2 separate regions of the Ovis aries genome follow, and region 2 is linked to region 1. A link is a contact called in public Hi-C data. All regions are on one chromosome and are shown on one strand. Each heading gives the region's core, a stretch centred on a gene start, on an enhancer-like site or on the middle of the called end of the contact. The rest is flanking DNA. Distances are from core to core; before and after follow the strand shown.

Region 1 (5,279 bases), core at 2,551-5,050:
ACGGAGAACAAGAATGCGGGCTGGGGAGCCAGACAGGCCTGAGTTTGGATCCCAGCCTCACCAACTACCAGCTCTATGATCTTGGACAAGTTACTTAATTACCTGAGCTTTGGCTCCCTTGCCTTTAAAACTTGGCTAATAACAGTACCAGATTATAAGGTTGTTTGGAAGGATCAAATTAGATAAGGCTTGTAAAACATCTAGATCTACACTGGCGCTCGGCACAGACTACCACTTAATAAGCAAGCTAACAACAAAGGACGGCAAGGCAGCCTGCATACACAGCACCCCGAGGCCCTGTGCTTTCCTGTCTAAAGCCTCCACAGGCCTCCTGTCTTCTTCCTCACCTTCCTAAGTGCTACCCCTCCGCCGACAGCACCCCACCTGCTAAATCAGCAGAGAATTGAGATTCACCGTCAGAGTCTTTCACAGCCTCTCTCTGCCACTTTCCAGAGGATGGGAGCCCCAAGGATCTCGATGCCCTAGAGGCCAGACGACTTGTGTGCTTACCTGCCCATTGGCCCTGAGCCTCTCGATGGCCTCAGAAAAGGACAACCAGTGCAGATACTGCACAAAATCCGGACCCCTACACTCTCTGGGGCTACCACCCTGACGCTAGCACTCGGCCAGAGCTGTTCTCAAACACCCTTCTTTCCGCATGAGTCACCTAGGGTGCTGCAAGCGGGTGGGGGTGAAGTGCTGGTGGTCTCTGCCTCCACCACCTTACCAGGGCTGGGCCTTCCAGACTCATCCTGCCCTGCCCTGCCCTGCCCTGCCTGTTGGTTCAAGGAGGAGAGATGCACCTTGAGGGTGGGGCAGGGCCATGCTTCTTGGGATGTCCCAGGGAGCTAGGAACACATAGTTGAAACCCAGTAAGTTTGTTTAATCATGGGGAAGCTCCAGCCATTCCTATAGCCTGAGTCAGGATTCTACGATGGGAGCCAAATTCCCATGAGAGAGCCCTGAAGAGGCTCTTAGTTCTGCCCTATGAGCCATTTTTATGGAAGACTTTCAACTCCTTCTATAACAATAATGATTAATGTTTCATAGACACACAGAGAGTTTGCAAATAATGAGAAAAACAAATCTATGAAAGTATGTTGTAAACTATAAAGAGTTACATACATCTAGTGGGTTTGTTTATTTAAGCTTGTAAATAGAAATACCCTGAGATGGTCAGGATGTTTTATCTCCATGTGGAGGAAACCGTGGCTAGCAGAGAGCTTATCGAAATGGTCCAAGATTTCATTGGGCAGGAATCTAGGTCTTCTCACTGCCCTATCACATCACACAGTTCAATAAAAAATTTACTAAGCCCCAAGTGATGTTCTGGGCAGAGGTGGTAGGGGAGGTTGGTCACTTAAAATGACTCAGGCAGAGCCTCCTGGAGGAGCTAACAACCTGGAAGGGGAAGGGTGCCAAATGGCACATCCAGTCTTGTGAGATCCCCTGCCCACCCTCTCTCCTCTGCACTTCTGGACCCATCTCATGCTCTCCCTCAGCTTCAGCCACAACCTGGATGCGGATGAATCAGCCTACAGCTCTCCAAAGCTGTATCTTCAGCCCCCTGAACTCCAGAGCTGCAGACCCAAGTGCCTCTTGCATACTTCTCACAGGGGAGTCTCCCTGGGCCACCAGCCCCACAAGTTCAAAGCTGAGATGCCCTCCTCCTCACCCCCTGCAGGATGCTCAGTATCCTGCATCCCTGAATTAGGTGGGGCACTCCCACTCAACCACCTATGCGTCACCCTGTTGACCCACTCCCCACCCACACAGCCAACCAACTGCCAAGTCCTGTCCATTTTCCTCCAAACCATCTTTGAAATCCAGTCCTTCTCTTCCTCCTCATGCCTCTGTGTCAGGTCAAGCTCTAACTCTTGCATAATAACCTTTTAACAGTCTCCTTGCCTTCAGCCTTACCTCCCACGAATCCATCAGTCTCTGCAGTCAGTTTGTACAGGTCCCTCTTTGCCTCAAGCCTCAAAGCCTTGAAACCCTCCAGTGGTTCCTCTCTCCCTGCAGGGGTGAAGTCCAAGTTCCTTCCTGAGATGATATGATATGATACTACCCTTCTGCCTTTACAGTCCCTTCTCCAGCCACCCTCTGCCTCAAACATTTCACAGCACAGAAGCTGGCCTGTCTGAAGGGCCAGCTTCATAAGTGTGAGACCTATGCAGTTTATATATATATTTATTTATTTGGTTGCACTGGGTCTTTGTTGCTGCCCACAGGCTTTCTCTAGCTTCAAAGAGTGGTGGCTACTCTCTCCAGTTGTGGTGCAGGGGCTTCTCAATGTGGTAGCTTCTCTTGTTGCGAAGCTCAGGCTCTAGGCTCACAGGCTCAGTAGTTGTGGCTCCTGGGCTCTAGAGCACGGGCCCAGTAATTGTGACCCACAGGTTAGTTGCTCCGAGGCATGTGGCATCTTCCCAGACCAGGGATCAAATCCAGGTCCCCTGCAGTGTCAAGTGGATTCCTATCTACTGCACCATCAAGGAAGTCCAGTTCATATATTTTAACAAGGGCATTTTAATTATACACGGGACTCCCGTAGTTATCTTGCTAGTCTTTCCCGCCTGTTTTTCCCTGCACCTCGTTGCAAAGCCTGCAAAGCTTTGTACAGTCTACTCCAACCGGGAACACCACTCCCACATCTCCCTCTTTCTGCAGCTCTTCTTTTAACACTCAATTTAGGTGTTATCTTTGGGATGCCTCCTTTGACCCTCCTCCCTCCCCATCCCTGCCCTAATCACATAACACGTAGCAGGTGTTCAACACTTGTCTATTACATAAATTCAGTGAGAAGGTAATGTGCCAAAAAAGACTTTTAAACCATGATCCACGGTAAAGCGAGGCAAGTAGGGCGTTTCTAAAAAGACTCTTCTTGAGAGTCTCTTGGACTGCAAGGAGATCAAACCAGTCAATCCTAAAGGAAGTCAACCCTGACTATTCACTGGAAGGACTGATGCTGAAGCTGAAGCTCCAATACTTTGGCCACCTGATGCGAAGAGTTGACTCATTGGAAAAGACCTTGATGCTGGGAAATATTGGGGGCAGGAGGAGAAGGGGGCGACAGAGGATGAGATGGTTGGATGGCATCACCGACTCAATGGATATGAGTCTGAGCAAACTCCAGGGGATGGTTTACGACAGGGAAGCCTGGAGTGCTCCTATTCACGGGGTCGCAAAGAGTCGGATACGACTGAGCGTATCTAAACAACATCAAGTTATGGGCAGCATTATCACCATCTTCTACCCCACAAAGAACCACAATGCACTGGAATGTTTTCCTCTGGAATTGCATTTCTACTCTTGTATTCAAAATTTTTTCCCACTTATGTTCAAAATTAAAAAATGACATCATTAAAAAAATAAATAAATAAACAACATCAAGGACCTCTAGGTTCCTCAGTAGGCGCTAGGACCCTGTCGGCCGACTCGTTAATCTTTACGCAGAGGGCTCCGCGCCTGTCTGGCCGGGAGCGACTGGGATCAGCTCCAGGGCGCCGCCTGCTGGGATTCTGCAGCCTCTGCAGCCCTTTCCGGGCGCCCCAGCTCCTGCCAGGTCTTGAGCCCGCCTCGCGTCTCCCATTGGCTGGCTCCTCTTCTCCCGCCCTTCCCGGGCTCAGCCACTCGGAACCCCGGCGTGGGTGGGGCTTGAGGCCTGGGATGGAGCGCGCTTCCCGATTGGCTCTGAGGAAGGCGGTGACGTGGCCCGAGAAGACCCATCTGTGCCTAACCCGAGGCTCAGCCAGAACAGCCCTGGATTAGTGGTAGGCGGGGCGTGTCCCGGTCGGAGGCCGGAAACGGAAGTGGAGGAAAGATGCAGGTGGGGGAACAGCAGCTGGGGAAATGGGGGGCTGCCCTGGGGCCCCTGGGCTGAGTTCAGCCGGTCCTTTCCTGACATGCTTCCTCAGGCTCTCTCCGGGGGCGCCCTCCCCGGCCCGTTGTGCTGGCCCCACAGGGTGGCGGTTGGGGCGATGAAGTGAGCGCGCGAGCGGCTTGTCAGCTCGCAGCACTCACGCACCTTTCCCCGCCGTGTTTCCCGCCAGGACCATCAGCACGTGCCCATCGACATCCAGACCAGCAAGCTACTCGGTAGGAGGGGCGCCCCCGCTCACCTAGCTGTCAAGGGGAGACCTGGCCCCCTGGCCCTCTGTCACCAACAGCGGACCCGCCGACCACTCGCTCTGTTCTGTGCTCCCATCTGTGGCTGGACCTGCCTCAGTAAAAGGAGCGGGAAGGAACCATGCATAGAGTCTATACTTGACCTGTGTTTTCTATTTAAACGTATATAACATGTTGTCAGTCATGTATTTTAGGGACAGAGGAGAGTTGAAGGCTTGCCTTAAAGATGATCAGCTGCCGAATGGCAGATCTGAAGTTAGAACCTAAGTCTGTCAGGTTCCAGTATTGTATTACGCTGGAAAAAAAAACTTTCTTCCTTTTTATTTTTTCCTTTGACTTTAGGAGGAAAAGGCACGTAGGTCCAGTTGAAAAGAAAACCTTTTAATGGCCAGACCATCTCCCTGCTGTCTGTATCGCGTCTATATACCACCTCTCTAGTTCAGAGCCAGGGAAGGGCCTCTTCACTCTGACCCCTCTAGGGCAGTGCACAGCTCCTGGATTTTTAAATGGTCTTTGAATTAATTGTTTTGATGCCAGTTGTGTCATTAAGATGACATCTGTTTGACTGTGTCGTCCCTTTGCTTCCACTTCTGTGACATCTACATAATTTTTGTTTTTGGAGATTTTAGTGGAGTGCAGCAATGGGGATATAACTGATAACTAGTGTGGGCTCCCAGCATTTGACCAGTTAGCAGATTTCTTAACAAGGGCAAGGTGGCCACTTAGTGGAGCGTCTTTAACTTCATTTTGGATTTGTCCCAGCTCTTCAGGACCTGTACACTCTTGATGTATATGCTTGTTATTGGTCCTGAAAAGGACTGGTAAAAACCCAACCATTTATTGAGGGTTTATTCTATACCAAGTGCTGTTTTATGGGCTTAACATTATGAAAATGAAGACCACTACAATTCATTGAGCCCTTGCCATGCGCCAGGCATGATGTTCAGTGTTCTACCGTTTGTACTCAGTATATTTATCATGCCCATTTTACATGTAGAGAAACTGAGGCACAGAGAGGTTGAGAGACTTGCCCAAGAAAGTTGGTAATTAGAACCAGGACCAGCTGACCACAAAGTCTAGGTCTTAGCTCTCTCCTATGAGGAAATGTACATAGCTCTCATCCACCTATACCCTCAACTGAAAACAGATCTGGC
Region 2 (5,704 bases), core at 1,066-3,565, 130 kb before region 1:
CCGCTCAAAGTGCATCACACGACGGTGACGAGTAACAGCCTTGGAGCCACAGCGGATAATCTGGTGGGTGGGCAGCCGGCCTGGAAGAAGACAAGGGCCATGTGGTGAGATGTAGCATCTTGGAAGCCTTAGTCTGCCCCAGAGACAAAGAGCCTTAGTCTGCTCCAGAGACAAAGAATCCACCCTCTATGAACGGAGCTCACAAAGCTAGCCTTGGCATTGAGTGGAACAAGGAACTGTCTGCTGGAAAGCCTGAATCCCCAGACCTTTTCTTCTCTTTAATGGGTGACCGTAGCTCAGGTGTTTCATCCTGGAGGAGCCCACTCCTCCAGCTCTTCTTTATGCACAGAGATGAGGAAAAACAGGAACAAAGGAGAAAATATTTCAAACACATTTTTAAAAGGAAAGAGTTGAACGAACTTTTTCTTAAGTGACCAAACACAGATTTTATGTTTGAGAGCCATATGGTTTGTTGCCACTACTACACTCTGCCACTGTATCGTGGAAGCAGCCATAGTCACTATGTAAACAGACAGATGTAGCTTGTTTCTAATACAACTATGGAGAGAAGACAGTGACCTGCCCTGCCATAATTTGCCAACTTTAAGCCAGTGGTTCTCAAAGTACGCGCTACCACCAACTCCCAACCCAACAGCATCACCCAGGAACTTGTTAGAAATACAACTTCTCGGGCCCTGTCCTCGATCTCCTGAGTCAGTAGCTCTGAAGAGGAGCCCAGCGAACAGTGTGTTAACAAGCCCTCCAAGTGATACTGATGATGGTGAAGTTTGAGAATCACTGCTCTAAGCACTACTCCTTCCCCCAGGATTTGAAGCAGGAGGGAAAAGTTATACTGTTCTCACATCTCCCCCGAAACAAGTTTTTCTCCTCTCTACTTTTCTTTTTTACAGGCATTGCTGCGGAGCACCCCTCAGAAGACAAGGGAGACATTCGAGATACCAAGGCCAAAGAAACCCCTTCATTCTCAATAAAAGGACTCAGGTTACAGCTTCCCATTTTCAGCCCTCCCCAAGCCTAGGATGGGATCTCAGGGAAAGTTTCAGTCAGAAGGTGGCTCTAATAATCAGAGAGCATGGAGATTTTGCTGAAGTGAGAGGTTTTCTTGCTAGTGGCCACAAATCCTAATGGTTGAGAGCACAAGCTCTCTATCTGATGGAACCAAATTTTTTCAGTTTTATTGAGATAGAATTGACATACATGGAGCCAATTTTCAATCTTTCTTCTGCCACTTACTGGCTGTGACCTTGACCATTCAACAAGTTTCTTCACCTGTAAACAGGGGAAGAGAATGTCTTCTTCATAGGATGCTTTACGATTTAAATGAAATACATGTACTTATCACTGTGCCTGGTCTATATAAGGTACTCAAAATCATTCATTAAACAAATATCTATAGCATGCCTACTAATATCAAGCACCATGCCACCTGCTGGCTATGCTGAAGGAATAGGGTTCTGCCTTGATGGAGTTAAAGTCTAATTGCCTGGAAAATCCCATGGATGGAGGAGCCTGGAAGCTGCAGTCCATGGGGTCGCTGAGGGTCAGACACGACTGAGCAACTTCACTTTCACTTTTCACTTTCATGCATTGGAGAAGGAAATGGCAACCCACTCCAGTGTTCTTGTCTGGAGAATCCCAGGGATGGGGGAGCCTCGTGGGCTGCCGTCTATGGGGTCGCACAGAGTCGGACATGACTGAAGCGACTTAGCAGTAGCAGAGAAAACAAACTAATGCAAAATTACAGTTTGTGATGAGGCGAAGGGGTCAATAAACAGGGTGACAGATACAGACTTAACAGGGGAGACCTTCTTTGCAGAGGGTGGCTACGGAAGGCCTGAGATCTTCATTTTTGGAGGCAGAAAAAACTAGGTAATGGGTTAAAACCCTAAACAAGGCAGGGAGACTAGGGGATAGAGAATAAGTACTGTGGTTGTCCCCGACGCTTCTGCTGTGTTGCTGTTACTACTAGAATCTGGAATCACAGGAAATTAGATTAGGCCAGCGATCTTCATAGGATGCTTTAAGGTTTAAGCGAAATAATATATGTAAAGTACTTATCACTGTGCCTGGTCTATATAAGGTACTCAAAAATCACTCATTAAATCTACAGTCAGCGGGAGCTGTCTGGGATCAGAACTTTGGGGAGAGGACCAGCAGCAGAGGAGGAAGACGAGTAGAGAGCATCGGCCAGAACGCGCCGCGAAGACGCGGGCCGCTCCTTACCCGCCTGGGGTAGGAGACCCCCTCGCAACATCCCAGCCACGGCCGCAGCCATCACCACCGGAAGAAGGACCGGGAGACGAGCGCGACGGAAAGAGCTAAGTATTGTGGGTAGTACCAGGACCGGAAGCGGAGGGAGGAACCGCCGGCTGGAGCAGTAATCCGCATGCGCCGAACCCGGCACCTGGGAGCCCGCCCTCGCCAGGGCGTCGTCAGGCGTCCGGTCTCCTAGCAACGACGCCTCGAGCCGCTCTTTCCATCCGTCCGCACCGCTATCTACCTACAATCCCCCTGTAGGCGGCCTGGAAAGCCCCTATACACCCCTCAAATTCCAGATCCTCCACTTCGATTTACTTTCGTCTTCTGCCCTACCCCAACAGTTAGCTCTGAGCCAACCCCTTTCCATTATCCCCCAATTCTCTGAGCTTCTCTCTCCTCATACCATCCTGGGTTCTTCCATTCCCAGGGGCTGTCCAAGCCGCTCTACTTCTCTTCGTTCCAATCGCTCTGCAAGCCAGCAACTTTTAGATCATGCCTGGAGGTGAGTAGGGAGGTGGGACGGTAGGTAGAACAGTTGGTTAACAGTAGTAGAGTCAGGCCTCCAAGAACAAGGAAATGTAACAATTGGACTCATCTTTTCACAGCTAAACTTGCCCAGAGTCCAGAGGAAGTCAATGGCATGTGCATTACTGAAGCCCTCATCACTAGGCGGAACTTGGCCTTCCCTGAGGATGAGGATCTGTCAGAGAAGATGTAAGTGCACCGGAGAGGAAAGGGGTGCTGGAACGTTGAAACACACAGAATGACCAGCAACCTGAGCTCTACTGATTTGTCAGCTTACTTTTGTCTCTCTCTTTATTCACTCTACACATTCATTCAGTGGCAATGTCCAACTGATTCTTCCTCCTTAAAAATCATTCTATCTTTTTTTCACCATGCCCACTCAGTTGCTTTAAATAAGGGTCTAAAGTCATCACTTCTCAACAAACTCCTAATTAGCCTGTCTGCCTCCAGTCCAGGCACCCCATACTGTTGCCAAAATGATCCTTTTAAATAACAAATCTGATCAGACATACCCTGATAGGACCTTCCTTAACTTCCCTAGCACCTCCAGAATAAAATCCAAACACTTTAGCCTGGTGCCTTTTCAACCTTATTTTTTGCCACTCTCCGTAAGTGTGATTCCTCTAAGACCCCATGTTCTCACAGCTTAGCACTTACTACTCAGAGTGGTCCTGGGGTGAGTGGGCAGCATCTGCATCACCTAGGAGCTTGTTAGAAATGAAGAATCTCAGGCCCACTTACTGAATCAAAATCTGCACTTTAACAAGACTCCCTAAGGGATTCATGGGCACATTGCAGTTGAAGAAAGGCTGGAATCACACATACTATTCCTTCTGCTTGAAATGCTTTCTCATCCCCCCTCTCCTTCCAGTCTAACTCCTACTTATGTGTCATCTCCCCCAGGAAGCATTCCCTGAATCCTCTGGATTCAATGTATAGTCCATGTACTCCCTTAGTCCTCTGCACATGCTTCTGTCATCCACTTGTCATAGATGTTTGGCCAGCTTCCCTAATAGTGATGGGCAGGGACTCTCTCATTTGTCTCTAAAGGGCATTCAGTAAGTGTTGCAGGATTAACGAATGGGTGGGTGGAACAAGTGATTTTCCTTCCAAGGACCACTCAGAAGGGATGTGAGGAAGGATCTCCTCTCTGTCCCAGCCCCTGCCTCCCCAACCCAAGCTGGCTGGGGAAGTCTGCCCCCACATCTGCAGGAACCATAAGCTGCCATCACCCAGTTGCCCAGTCCAAGGAGTCTCACTCCCCTCTCACCCTTATCCCTCCCAGTGCTACTGATAGATACTGAGGTCTCCAAGTCAACCCAGGTTCCCAATCTAGACCCCACCTCATGAGTCAAGCAGGTTTCTCTGACATCTGATCAGAGTCACTGAGCCATCCATCCCTCCTTAAAACACCGTCCCCTCCATCTTCCTGCTAAGAGACCACAGAAGTGGCACTCCGTCACAGCACCCGTTTGCCCAGGTTCCACACGCTTGCTGAACTGCAGACTGTTCGCCTGGACCGGGAGGGAATTACCACTATCAGGAACTTAGAGGGCCTCCAGAATCTTCACAGCCTCTATCTGCAAGGGGTAATGTCCTGCCTCCTGCCCTCCCTTCTCCCTGGGGAGGGGACTCCAGCCCCTATGAGCCATGTCTGTTTAATCTGAAAGACGCCAACCAGGTCATCTTGCCCATTTACTGGTGTTCAGGCAGGCAGACCTTCATTGAAACGGTTCCAGATGAATCAGGAATTCTGTTGAATTCAAAGACCAGGACACCCAAAAGAGATCAGAATTCTGCTGAATTGAAAGACCAATGCACCCAAAAGAGATCCTGACCGTGCTCTTAAATCACCGTTTTTCTATCAGACACTTTTCTTGTTCTAGAAGTCCTAGATGGTGTCTGTCCTAAATCTCTCATGTTATACAGCTCAAGTTCATTTCCTGTTTTGAAGGAAAGGAAGAGGGAAGCATAAGATTCCTCTGCATCCTTCAGAACCTCAAAGGCTTTTTGGTGGGGGTGGGAGGGGGCGTGGTTAATCTCTAGGCTCCCTCAGGTTGAATACACCCAGATCCACCCAGTTTCCCCCACAGACACTGGGCAGATCAAAGTAGTATAGGTTTGCACTTCCCCTTGGTGTGTGCAGTCCACCACCAAGGCCTTTCCGTTTCCTGGCCCCCACCTTGGTTTCCTTTCTCTGATGTCCAGGTTGTGGGGCAATCAGGGTACTTAAATCAAGTTTAGCCAGCCCCAAATTTATGTCCTCAGCCATCAACTTGGAGAAAGCAAATCATCCCAAGGCACTCACGACTTGTTCAAGGGGAGGGGTGATCATTCCCAAAGGGCCAGGTCTCCAGCCTCAAGAGTAGATACGGTCTTAGGGCTTTGTCCTTTTAAAGGGACCCCACTCAACTGACCTTAGCTTGGTTTCCCCACCTTGGTCTCTTCCTGCAGAACAAGATTCAGCGAATTGAGAACCTGGCCTGCGTCCCCTCCTTACGGTACATGGTGCCAGGGCTCCGGCAGGGTTGGGGGAGGGGAGAAGAGCTAGAATGAAGGGGAGAAAACCTGGTAATACTCCAGAAAACTGGCTCAGATGTCCCCAAGCCTGGCTGCTGGTCAGCCAAGGACCCTACAAGCCTAGCTCTGCTTCCCTGATCCCAGGAGGCCCTGTGTCCCCACTCATCCAGCTGCTGAGCCAGGGGGGCCCCGGGCACCTGGGGCCCCATCCCTTCCTCCAACTGTCCTGTGATTCAGCTGTCTTTTCCCCTCCCTTCCCCTACAGCTTCCTGTCTCTGGCAGGAAACCAAATTAGGCAAGTGGAAAACCTCCGTGACCTCCCCCACCTCCAGTTTCTGGACCTTTCTGAGAACCTGATAGAAACACTCAAGCTGGGTAG

Evidence for each region. Hi-C and Micro-C count contacts between places; a contact is called where the count stands out from the background.
Region 2: a contact with region 1 is called in a Hi-C map of hypothalamus, with 4 times the contacts expected there. The contact joins the promoter of MRPL10 here to the promoter of CDK5RAP3 in region 1. A contact is called at or near these places in 6 of 16 Hi-C or Micro-C datasets (blood, hypothalamus, liver and 2 more).

Annotation. Positions count from the first base shown.
Region 1 is chr11:38,228,697-38,233,975 of ARS-UI_Ramb_v3.0, reverse strand. It overlaps CDK5RAP3 (CDK5 regulatory subunit associated protein 3), which reads left to right and starts at 3,800. Exons shown (of 13, transcript XM_060394857.1): 1 at 3,800-3,826; 2 at 4,050-4,095. The coding sequence starts at 3,821.
Region 2 is chr11:38,358,403-38,364,106 of ARS-UI_Ramb_v3.0, reverse strand. It overlaps MRPL10 (mitochondrial ribosomal protein L10), which reads right to left and starts at 2,315. Exons shown (of 4, transcript XM_060394862.1): 1 at 1,219-2,315; 2 at 1-80. The coding sequence starts at 15. SCRN2 (secernin 2) reads right to left here. Exons shown (of 8, transcript XM_060394860.1): 8 at 2,992-5,352. The coding sequence ends at 5,302. It overlaps LRRC46 (leucine rich repeat containing 46), which reads left to right and starts at 2,481. Exons shown (of 6, transcript XM_042255887.2): 1 at 2,481-2,782; 2 at 2,886-2,994; 3 at 5,260-5,306. The coding sequence starts at 2,773.